Regions from separate parts of the Mus musculus genome. Here region 1 is linked to region 2. The links are chromatin contacts, called in public HiChIP or PLAC-seq maps. All regions are on one chromosome and are shown on one strand. Each heading gives the region's core, a stretch centred on a gene start, on an enhancer-like site or on the middle of the called end of the contact. The rest is flanking DNA. Distances are from core to core; before and after follow the strand shown. Region 1 overlaps Gm33224 (a long non-coding RNA gene). Region 2 holds the start of Rcsd1 (RCSD domain containing 1).

Region 1 (5,025 bases), core at 679-3,178, 340 kb after region 2:
GGCCGCTTGAGGATGCCCTCGAGGAGATGCGCTCCAGTTCCAACAGGGTGCTCTAGCTTCCTTAATGTTCTTAAAGATGGTGGTCTTGCGCGGGATCATAAGAAACACGTCCATCCCCGCGGCTGCTTCAGGCTCAATTAGCTAGCGCGGCTGCGCTCCGCCCCGCCCCTTCTGTGTTACTTTTATCATCAGTATTGTCCCACTCCAAGGTTTATACTCTCAACCTTACACTGTCAACTTAAGATACTGCACAGTGCAGCACTGATTAATCAGTAGCAGGGTGTTTCCTCCTCTGTGTCATCACTACACTCTGGGTTTAATGTCTCCCATCCCCCACCCAGTAACTGTGTCAGGCTTGTGGGATAGGTTTGTGACTTAGCAAGTGTTTACCTAGTACATAGCATGTCCAAGGCCCCAGCTTCATTCCCTGGCACAACAAAACAAAACAAAGGCAACTGTGGGCTCGTGAGTCAGCTCGCCATCAGCCACCAGCTGCTTCCTGCCTGTAGGATGCAGCTTTTGTCTCCCACATACTCTCAGCATAAAACCCTGGTCCAAGCACACACAAACCAAACGCCCACAGTTGAATGGTTCAGTGAGTGAATTAATGAAAATTATCACTGAAACAGCATCTCAACCTTGCTTCTTACAAATAAAATATAATTTAATCTCAAAACATTACATTTACTTCGTGTATATGTAAGGGGGTGGGGTGGGGGTGGGGAGATTACATACTCAGACCATGAGCAAGCTTGTGTGAGCCCCAGAGATCAGACGAAGGTCGTCTGCCTTGGTGGCAAACACTTCTACCCACTGAGCTATCTAGCTGGCACCTATATCATTTTTCAGTGACAGCATCCTTAATGTGGCCCTCCCCAGAAAAAAAGTCTTCATTTTTTAATCTACACTATTAATACTTCACATTTTTTAAAACGGTTTCTTTCAGGATCTTTTAGATTGATAGGAAATAACTGAAAGCACTGTTGAGTTTCCCTACGCCGGCCCAATTTCCCCTCTAGTTGACATTTTACATTTGCCACAATGAATGACCCAGTTCTAATACATTTTTATTAATAAAAGTCCACACTCTCCCCACGATCTCTTTGGGTTTCCTGTTTTCCCAGCGTAGCCTTTGCTGCCCCAGGTCCCTCCCTGTTCCAGCATGCTGTGTTTAGTTGCTACATCTCCTTGGCTTCTCTTGGTTGTGGTGGTTTCTCTCTAAGATCTGAAAAAGTCCCATTTGGGGGGCGTGGGGGGTTGTTCAGGTCAGCCTCCTCCATGACCCTAGCCAGCTGTCATTTTCCTGGAAGGGACTCTTGGATGCAGCTGAGGAAGGTTAAAGGGGGCACAGAATGGGCTGATGGACAGGCTTGAATGAAATTCATTGCTCTTGGCCTTCTAATGAGGTGCATGGCCAATGGCCTTGGGAGGATGCAGCCTCGGAAATACAGCAGAGTCTAACAATCTAGGAAACACAGCACAGTCTAAACCGTGACACACCAGGGACGGGCCATCTGCTTGGGCAGATTTTGGTGGCTTCTCTCAGTAGTCTTGTTAGGCCTGAGCAAGCCAGGGGCAGTGACCTCTCTTCTTGCCATTCACTGACTTTGCTTTCCTCTGGAACCAAATGCTTGCAATCCAGCGTCAGTCGATCCATCTCGTAGGTATACATCCAGGGGATCGAAACTCACACCCCATCATGCTCTCTGGCCACATCACATCAGAGGACGACCCACTGGCAGTGCAGGTGCCCTTTCCATTTCCATTTCCCCTTCCCTCTCTCCCCTCCTCCCCCCATCCCCAGTTCCTTTTCTAACTCTTGAGCAGGAGAGGGAAGGGCAGGATGGGTGGGAGTTTTAACTGTTACCTCTGGCCTAGTTCTTTCATCTCTTAAGCTAAATTCCAAAGGGGTAATTGTATTAGTCATCCCCAAATCCAGCCTTCTCAGAGAGCGCAGCCTGTGAGCTCCCCCTCTCTCCTTCTTTCAGGGGGTTGGAGAAGTGCAGTTTATAAAAGCCCCACTTCTAAGTCCCCAATCTGCACTTTCTGGAAGCTTTCCGGAGAGCAGCCATCCTAGCGGACCCCAAGCTGCACAGACTTGGACACTACATAACCTTTCTTTTCCCCAGCCCCCCACCTCCTTCTTCCTTGCAGCCAATTAAAGACAGACAGCACGCTGCCCCGCTGCTGAGGCTCTAACCGAAGGAGCAAGAGGAGTCTGGTGGGAGGGAGCTCCTGCTGAGAATGGGGCCCAGGCCCTGGGCTAGGCAGGATGGAATGTGCCGTGGGATTTAGGAAAGCTGTGGCTGGATATGAGACTCTGACAGCCAAAATGCACACAGCACTGGTGATTAAAACTAACAAGAACACTTGCCAATTTCCCTACAAGTTTGTCCTTTCTCCAGAGTAGTTTTGACAGTGGACAGGACACGAGGCATTTTTCTATGGCCACTCACTTCGTCATCTTATGTGGCTCCTACACCCAAGTAAATATTGAGATGTTTGAAGAAGTTACCATCCGCCTGTGAGGAATTTTTCTCCTTTTGCAAGGAAACCCACAGCCCAATCCAGTCCATGATCTCCTTCTGCTACTGTTTTGCTGGGCGCTTATAGATAGAAACCAGAACTTTCTTGTTATGTGTTCCTTTGCTATTTGGATAAAGTTTTTTTTTTTGTTGTTGTTTTTTTTAAAGAAAAAAAAAAGGACAACCACCCCTTTGTCATTTGTTACTCTTTCTGTGTTGATAGATCTTAAGAATGTATTTTCTGGACTGGTAGGACGACTCAGTGGTTAGGGGTGTGGGTGCTTGTAGCCAAGCCTGAAAAACAGCAAGCTGGTCTTAGCCAGTGCTCTGTAATATGAAAACAGAAAAAGAAGATTTAATTTAAGGTAACCACATCAGGAAGAAAAACAAGGGAGTCCAGGAACCTCCAAGTCCAAGACCTCCCTCTGAGATCCTGACAGAAGCATAGGAGAGGAGATAGGGCATGAGTAACCTGGTCACCTGGTCAAGCTGTGGTCCCCCACTCTTGTCTCAGCTCCTCCAGTCTCCCTTGCAAGGTGGTCCAGGAAGATGCCGGACTGAGATCTCTTCCTAGAAGACAAGTCTCTCCTGCTGCCGCAGGACTTCATCCTTTCCCTTCTCCCAGCCTGGGGCTCTCGGAGACATGTCAAGACTCTGCATTCCAATGGTCTGATACCTAAGGGCTGGGGCACACGTTTCTCTTATCCCCATTCCTGCCTGTGCCAGTGTAGAACCCATTTGTTCATTAATTCATCCACTCAAACCTTTCTATAAGCCAGGCATTGTGTGAGATGCTTGGATATAGCAGGGAAAGTCCCAGGGCCAGGTATGTTGAGATTCCTTTGAGGGAAGGCAAACAAATAAACAGACAAACAAACCAGTAAGTGTGGGATGTAATGGGTTCTAACAATCGCTGTAAAGATAAATAGAACAGTTTAAACAATTAGAGGACAAGAGAAGGCAGTGGCTTTTACACAGGTAGACAACCCTGTTGTGAGGTGACATTGGAGAGGAACTGAGGAAGTGAAGTCCCTGAGGAGAGACAGATGCTACTGAAGGCAATGTGGGCAAAAAGGCCCTGTGCCCTAATCCTCCTGACTCCAGAAAAGCAGTATTATTATTATCTCATCTCTAAAAAATATTATATCAATATTTTTGTATTTTATGTGAATGGAAGTCAGAGGAGTACTTTCAGAAGCCGGCTCTCTCCTTTCACGATATGGGTCCCCAGGGATCACACTCAGGTCTTCAGGCTTGGTAGCAGTCACCTTTGCCCACTGAGCCATCTTACTGGCCCTCTTATCCCACTTTAAAAACAAGATGGACAAACAAAACCCCCAAACTTGCTGCATCTCCACTTCCTTCATATTCTCCCCTCCCATCTCAGCCATACCTTTTTCTTCACTCACTGGCCCCCTCCCCTTTATTTTTATCGACCAGTCTTTCTCCGCACAATCTTGGAGTAAGCCTGGTTGCCCAGAAAATGCTAAATTGAAACAAACCAAACCAAACCATGAAGTTAAAGGAGTAGAAGAAGAAAAGCGAGCGAGCAGTGTCCAGTATGGAGGAGCCGACCTGTGTGCCCAGGACCACCTGTGGAGCAAACCTCTCTCTTCAAGTCCTGGGTATCAGGGCCTGTCAGTGTCTGCTGCCAGCTCGGGAAGATGCAGCGGATGTGGGAGGCAGAAGGGCCTCTAGAAAACTCATGTCTCTGTCAGCAGCACACTGAAAACTCACCAGGAATGCCAGAAAGATGAACTAGTTCACGAATTCAAATCAGAGCGTTTCGCTCTGCTACTTCCGTGACAGGGGAAACAGAAGGCGATTAGATTAGACGCAGCTTCAGGAAGCACGCTACACTTTATACGGCGAGGTAAAAGTGGTTCTGCGCAATTGTACTGCTTTTCTTTAATGTCATGCCAGGACTCAAGATCCTTACAGGAAAAACTCCTATGGGGTCGCGGGAGGGGGAGACTGAGACGCAGCTCAGTAGTAGACTACGTGGTCGGCGTGAACAGAGCCCTGGCTACGATCCCCACGGAAGAATAAAACAAGCAAGCAAGCAAACAAAAAAGTTTTCCACTCATAAGTACAAAGATCAGCATGGCTACACGCATTAAAACCTCCCGTGTCTTTAAAGGCACAGTTGGTAATGAAGGTAGGCAATGTCTCACGTGTTGTGTCTCCTCCATCCCCTTGTCGCCCCTCCCCGCCCCCCAGCTCACCACTGATCTAGTGTTTACTCTGTCACACCGAGAGGGAGCTAATTCTTGCTTGCATCTCTCAGTTATGTCCTCTGTGGAGCACTTCCTGGCTCCATTTCTATTTGATTTCTTGCTTGAGTGTAAGTTGTCAGTCAGTCACTCCATCAGCCTGCAGGCGCTCGCTCCAGCCTTCGGTCCCGTCTTCCTTGGCATGGGCTAGTCCGTTTTGCAGTCCCTGGGCTGTAAAATGAGTGGGTGATCGGGGTGACTGCGAAGAAGGGTTCGCACCCCTGCCT
Region 2 (4,952 bases), core at 637-3,136:
GAGGGCCTTCTCTTTTCGTGCCTCCCGCCTACCAAGCCACACAGGAAGTTGCTGGGCTGATACTTTCAGGGCCTTGGACTCCCTCTGTTTCTTCCTCAGCTGAGGGAGGAAGAAGTGGGCCTGGGAAGGGAGCCCCTTCTGTGTTTCCCTAGATTAAAGTTAGAGCTTGCATTGGGGGCCTTCAAGCAACACCTTGCTTAAGTCCAGCTGGGCTTCCATCCTGTGTCCATTACAGCTCTGTTGGCTTCTGGCTTGTCACCAGAGGTACCCTGAGCCCTCCTCGAGGAGGGGGCTCGTAAGTACAGCAGTTTCTTTATGAACCTCTCCCAGGTCCCCCCTCTGTTTCTCTCCTCTGTCCTGTAGCAGTAGTCAGCACAGAGAATCCTATTGCTTTGAGTTTGCAAGGTCTTGACCATCTGTAGGGATCCATCTGGAACGCTTTGTGGTCTAGCTACCCTAATCAACTGCTTCCTGACTTGCACAAGTCGCTACAGAGAGTCCATCTCAGACCCCAGCCCCCCAGGTACTCAGCACTCCCAAGTGCCCAGAATGCAAAATGCAACCTTGCTACTTTAGGACAACTGGTTGAGCTAAATATGCAGCCTTGCTATTGTTCTTTTAGAGCAGACAGTGAAGCTCAGAAGAGATGAGCGGACTCAAGCCTGGAAGGGATTGAACTTCTGTGCCCGGGATCTCCGCAGACCTTGGGCTAAGGAGGAGCTCTTTCCTTTTGAGTGGGAGGAGGAATCACCTTTAGGCCTGTGGGTTTTCATCTCCTTTTTTCCTCTTTGAAAATCCCAGGTCCTACTGAGATTGATTAGAATACAATAAAAGGTCACAGTTTCTTTTTCTTTCTTTGAGTGTGTGACCCTGGGAGTTGAACCTGGGGCTTTGCCAATGCTGTGCCTCTGAGTTCACCTGCAGCTGGTCTGGGTTTGAAGGGAAACATTTCTTTGGAAATCTATAGACCTGGAGGAGGAAGCTAGATGAACTAGCTGGATGGAAAGTAGTGGCCAGTATTCTCCACTGAGGTTGGAGAAGCGCAGAGAAAGTCTGGGACTCGCCCCTGCAAACCTCTCAGATACGGCTACCACACCCCAAGGTGCACACAACCTCAGGAGGCAGGGCATCTTGGAGAGCCTCTAATATCTCAGAAATAAGTTTATCTGATCGGCGGCAAGGGAGCTTTTCAGAAAGTTTTGAAAGAAGATGTGACAGAAACAAGGGGCATCAGAAGTAAGAGAACAACTGGTCGGAAAAGCCACACTGCAATCAAAACGGGAAGCCATGCGGGCAGAGTCCCGGCTTCAACTGCCAACTCTGTTTCTCAATGCCTGAGTCAGGGTTGCTGGAGTTTTGTTTTGGGGTTCTTGGTTCACACCTTTATCCGTTTATGACTTTAGTTGTACCTAAGTTTTATTTTCTAAACCCCCCCCCCAAAGCACGTATGTGCACAGTCAGAATACCTGAACCCCTACAAAGGCCCCTCCTTCGCCTGAAGTCCTTTCCTGACAAGCCCACGCCTGCCCACAGGGGTCTCCGAGGAGCAAGGACCAGCCTTTCTCAACTTGGCCTACGCGACCTTTCGGCTGCGTGCTCCCTGCTGAGAGCAGGAACGGCGACCTGGGCAGGAGCGCTCTGACCTCCCTCTCCCCCAGGCCCGTGTCCCCGCCGGTCTTTTACCTCCATGTCCTCCAGGTAGTCTTCCTCCGGCTGCGGATACGCCCGCTCTCTCGGGTTAAGAGCCCACGATCCCCGCTGTCCCCTCGGCTCCCAGCCCGGGTCACTTTCGGGGCTGTAGCGGGCACAGGGCGAGTGGGCGGCGGCGCGCGCCTGGCTGCACTCGGCTGCGGGACTGCCCCAGCTGGGGGCCCTGCGCCAGAGAACGAGGAAGGAGGAGGAGGAGGGAGGGAGGGACCGAGGGACGCAGGAGGAGGGGAGGGGAGTGGAGGGGAGCAGAGAGGGAGGCCGGATCGGGGTTTAAATTTAGACACAAATCTAAACAGATACTGTCCCTCCCAAGGCAGGACTCAAGAGCCCGAGCCGCCACGACTCCATTAATCTGCCCAAACATGGGCTGGGCAGCGCCGCGCCCCCTTTCTCGCGGAAGTTTCTCAGGACCCTGGGCTTTGCACTTTTTTCAGACCACCTCAACTCTCCCTCTTTTAGCCTGCCTTCTTTACTTTCCTTGTGCCTCAAATTAGAATTGCCTTTTCATCCTTTTTCTCTTTGCCATTTCCTTCTTTTCATACCAATTTTCCCAGCCTCCGTTCCTCCTCCTTCTCCCTCCCCCTCCCCCCATCCTCTCCTGTATTACTTAACCTAATACCTGGCCTTCCTGTGTTCAGTAGCCTTAGCTTTGATACCTCTTTTCCTGGATTCCATTTGCAGGAAACAATTATCAGTCTGTCCATCTATTATCTATCTGTGTATGAAGAAGGAGAGGAATCCAAGCAAAGTTTCCCCAAGTTTCCTGCCGCATGCAGCAGGCTACTCTTCTCCTCTGCTCTGATGCATGCAGCTTAGGGGGTTGTGGGAATATCTGCTTCGACATGCTGCTTGCTAAAGGACCTTTTTCCCATTCCTATTAAATATAGCAAAGGGCACGGTCCTAAACATCCAATTCACATAAGGCCCCCGCTTAGTAACTCTCCCCAGGGAATGTCGGTTTAAGGCTGCGTGGGAGGGATGTAGGGACTTGAATCTGTGCCGAGGCCATTGTCTGCTGCTACTGGGTTATAGCTCTGGGTGTCTCTTCAGGGTCCCATTTCTTCAGGGAATTGGCTGATAAGGATGCCTGTGTGTCTTCTTACAGCATCCTTCAACTTTGTACTCCAAACCCAGACCTGCTATGCAAGGGAGAGAGAGAGCCAACACATTGGTGGACCATAGCACAGGGCATTGGTGCTGCCCCTGTGCAAAGAGCCCAAGAGAAACCACTACCACAAACCAGCAGAGAACTCACCCACATTGCAAAGGCTGCCCCGACTGCTTCTCATCACAGTTGGTCTATAGATCTTGACGTCACAGGCCTTCTAAATCTTACCTTGTAAACCATGAAGTCAGGGCAGCCTCTGTTCATTGAACTCAGCAGCATATAGGGGCAAGACCTCTGCTTCAGAAGCAGGCAGAGGGTGAGATTCTAGTCCGATGCTTTCTAGATGAGTTCCTTTAGAAAAGCCTCTTATCTGATCTTCATTTTCTGCATCTTCTCAGGGTGGTAGATGCTTGGAAAGAGCAGCTATTTTAAAAGCATGTAGCTTCATTACATAGTTCAGATGGACAAGAGCCCCATAATCCTTTTATTTAAGAGTCAGGGATTCTGGATTCCAACGAAAGAGTCCCCTGATTCTATCTACACAGCTGCAAGCAGATTCTAGAAAAGAGATGATGGAAGCAAGAAAGGAATGTCCTGCTGATCTTGAAGTTCTGATCCCCTTGCCTTGGCTCCCTGATGACAGGAGTGTGCCTTCAGGTCAGGCTGACTTCCCCCTTTTTCTTAGAGCTAGGTGTTCCTTTCCACTCAAAGACAGCAGCATGAGTCTTTAAGGCTCTACAAGCAGGCGGGCGGAAGTATCTACCCAGAAGAAACCGTTGGGCCCAGATAATACCGCAGCCACCAAGGTGAGGTGCAGCTGCTCTCCTGCCCCTCCCTCCTCAGGCAGGGCCTCCCTAGGCTGAGAACAGATGATTCACAGAGACAAGACCACAGCCCCTCCACGTTCCTGGGAACAAGTGCAAAGCATGCTGAACCAGAGCTCTTTGCCTCCATCAGGGCCCTTCTCCCAGAGAAGGAGTAAAGCAGAATACAGAAACCCAGAGCTGTGCTCAGCAATCCTGAGTATGTGTGGGATGTATTCTTCTGTTATCCTCCCTCCCACCTCTGTAGAGGATCACCAGAAACCAAAGTGGAGGCAGGCAAACTCATACATACCCAGCTCTTCTGACAACCAAGGGGAAGAGAAAGTGGCTGTCTCAGTTCCCCCTCTCTCCACTCTCCAGGGTCTAGCCTGCTCAACCTGGGTTTTCCATTTACACAGTCTAAAAATCTAAACCAGCTAAACAAGAAACAGAGGCAAGACTATGGATCACCGGCAATGCAGCTTGGGCCAGCAAAGGGCAGGAGAGGAGACGCCATGTATGCAGGCAGCCCTTACACACAGGCTGTCAATAAATGTTGGATGAACGACTATGTGGAAAGCTGAAAGAAGAGCAGACGAGCAGAATCTGTACATGGGAAGGAAAGTCAGAGTCACTCAACAATCACATTGGCACCAACTCTAGGTCCTAGGGGAGAAAGGACTTTGTGGAAGAGACCATCAAAAGCCATAAGTGGTATCTGAATAAATTGATTGGATGCAGAACTTTCAGAGGCGCCAATAGCTACCTCTTTGTAAATGGCCTTCTAGTGCTGCTGATCACTTATTTTAATTGATTAACAAACCTGATGTAGCATTTGTGTTCTAGTTTCATTTCTGTCACTGTAATAAAATACCCCAACCAAAAGCAACATAGAGGAGATGGGGAGTTATTGGCTTATCATTCCAGTTTACAACCCATTTATTTGGGAAAAATCAAGGCAGGACCTTAAAATAACATATCCATAGTTCAGAGCAGAGAATAAACACACAGTTCTTTAGTGCACGCTCTGCTAGCTTTCATCAGGCCCAGCCAAGGGAATGGTGTTGCCCACAGTGGGTTAGGTCAGTTAACAATCAAGACAAGCCCTTAACTCCCACAGGCCAACCCTAGCCAAATAATTCTGCCTTAAACTAATTTTAGGTTGTGTCAAGTTGACGGTTAACACTACACAGCGTAGTCTGTCTGTGTCCCAGGCTTGCCTCAGAGCTTCTCAGTACTGTGATCACAGGTGTGCACCAGCACTCCTGGCTCGATTTTAATATTTAGAGCAGGAAGAAAATGTTCTATAGTGACTATAAATACTAACTAAA

The links. HiChIP or PLAC-seq counts read pairs in DNA pulled down with a chosen protein or histone mark.
Region 1: an H3K4me3 HiChIP or PLAC-seq map of the SCID.adh cell line shows a contact between it and region 2, with 13 read pairs. The contact joins the enhancer-like site here to the promoter of Rcsd1 in region 2. A contact is called at or near these places in 3 of 115 datasets of contacts at active chromatin or transcription factors (the SCID.adh cell line, double positive thymocytes and embryonic stem cells) and 2 of 9 other capture datasets (embryonic tail and pancreatic islet).

The regions. Positions count from the first base shown.
Region 1 is chr1:166,043,578-166,048,602 of GRCm38.p6, forward strand. It overlaps Gm33224 (a long non-coding RNA gene), which reads right to left. Exons shown (of 3, transcript XR_865710.2): 2 at 3,290-5,025; 3 at 1,875-3,208. It also overlaps the pseudogene Gm7626. Among named protein-coding and RNA genes, the nearest start is that of Gm33224, 3.0 kb to the right of the region's middle. RefSeq lists an enhancer at 3,901-5,025. Within about 2 kb of position 1,929, at least 90 of the 459 cell types and tissues checked have an H3K27ac peak or open chromatin away from gene starts, as enhancers often do. A contact at or near this core is called in the SCID.adh cell line, where this site is marked.
Region 2 is chr1:165,706,208-165,711,159 of GRCm38.p6, forward strand. Rcsd1 (RCSD domain containing 1) reads right to left here and starts at 1,887. Exons shown (of 7, transcript NM_178593.3): 1 at 1,684-1,887. The coding sequence starts at 1,689.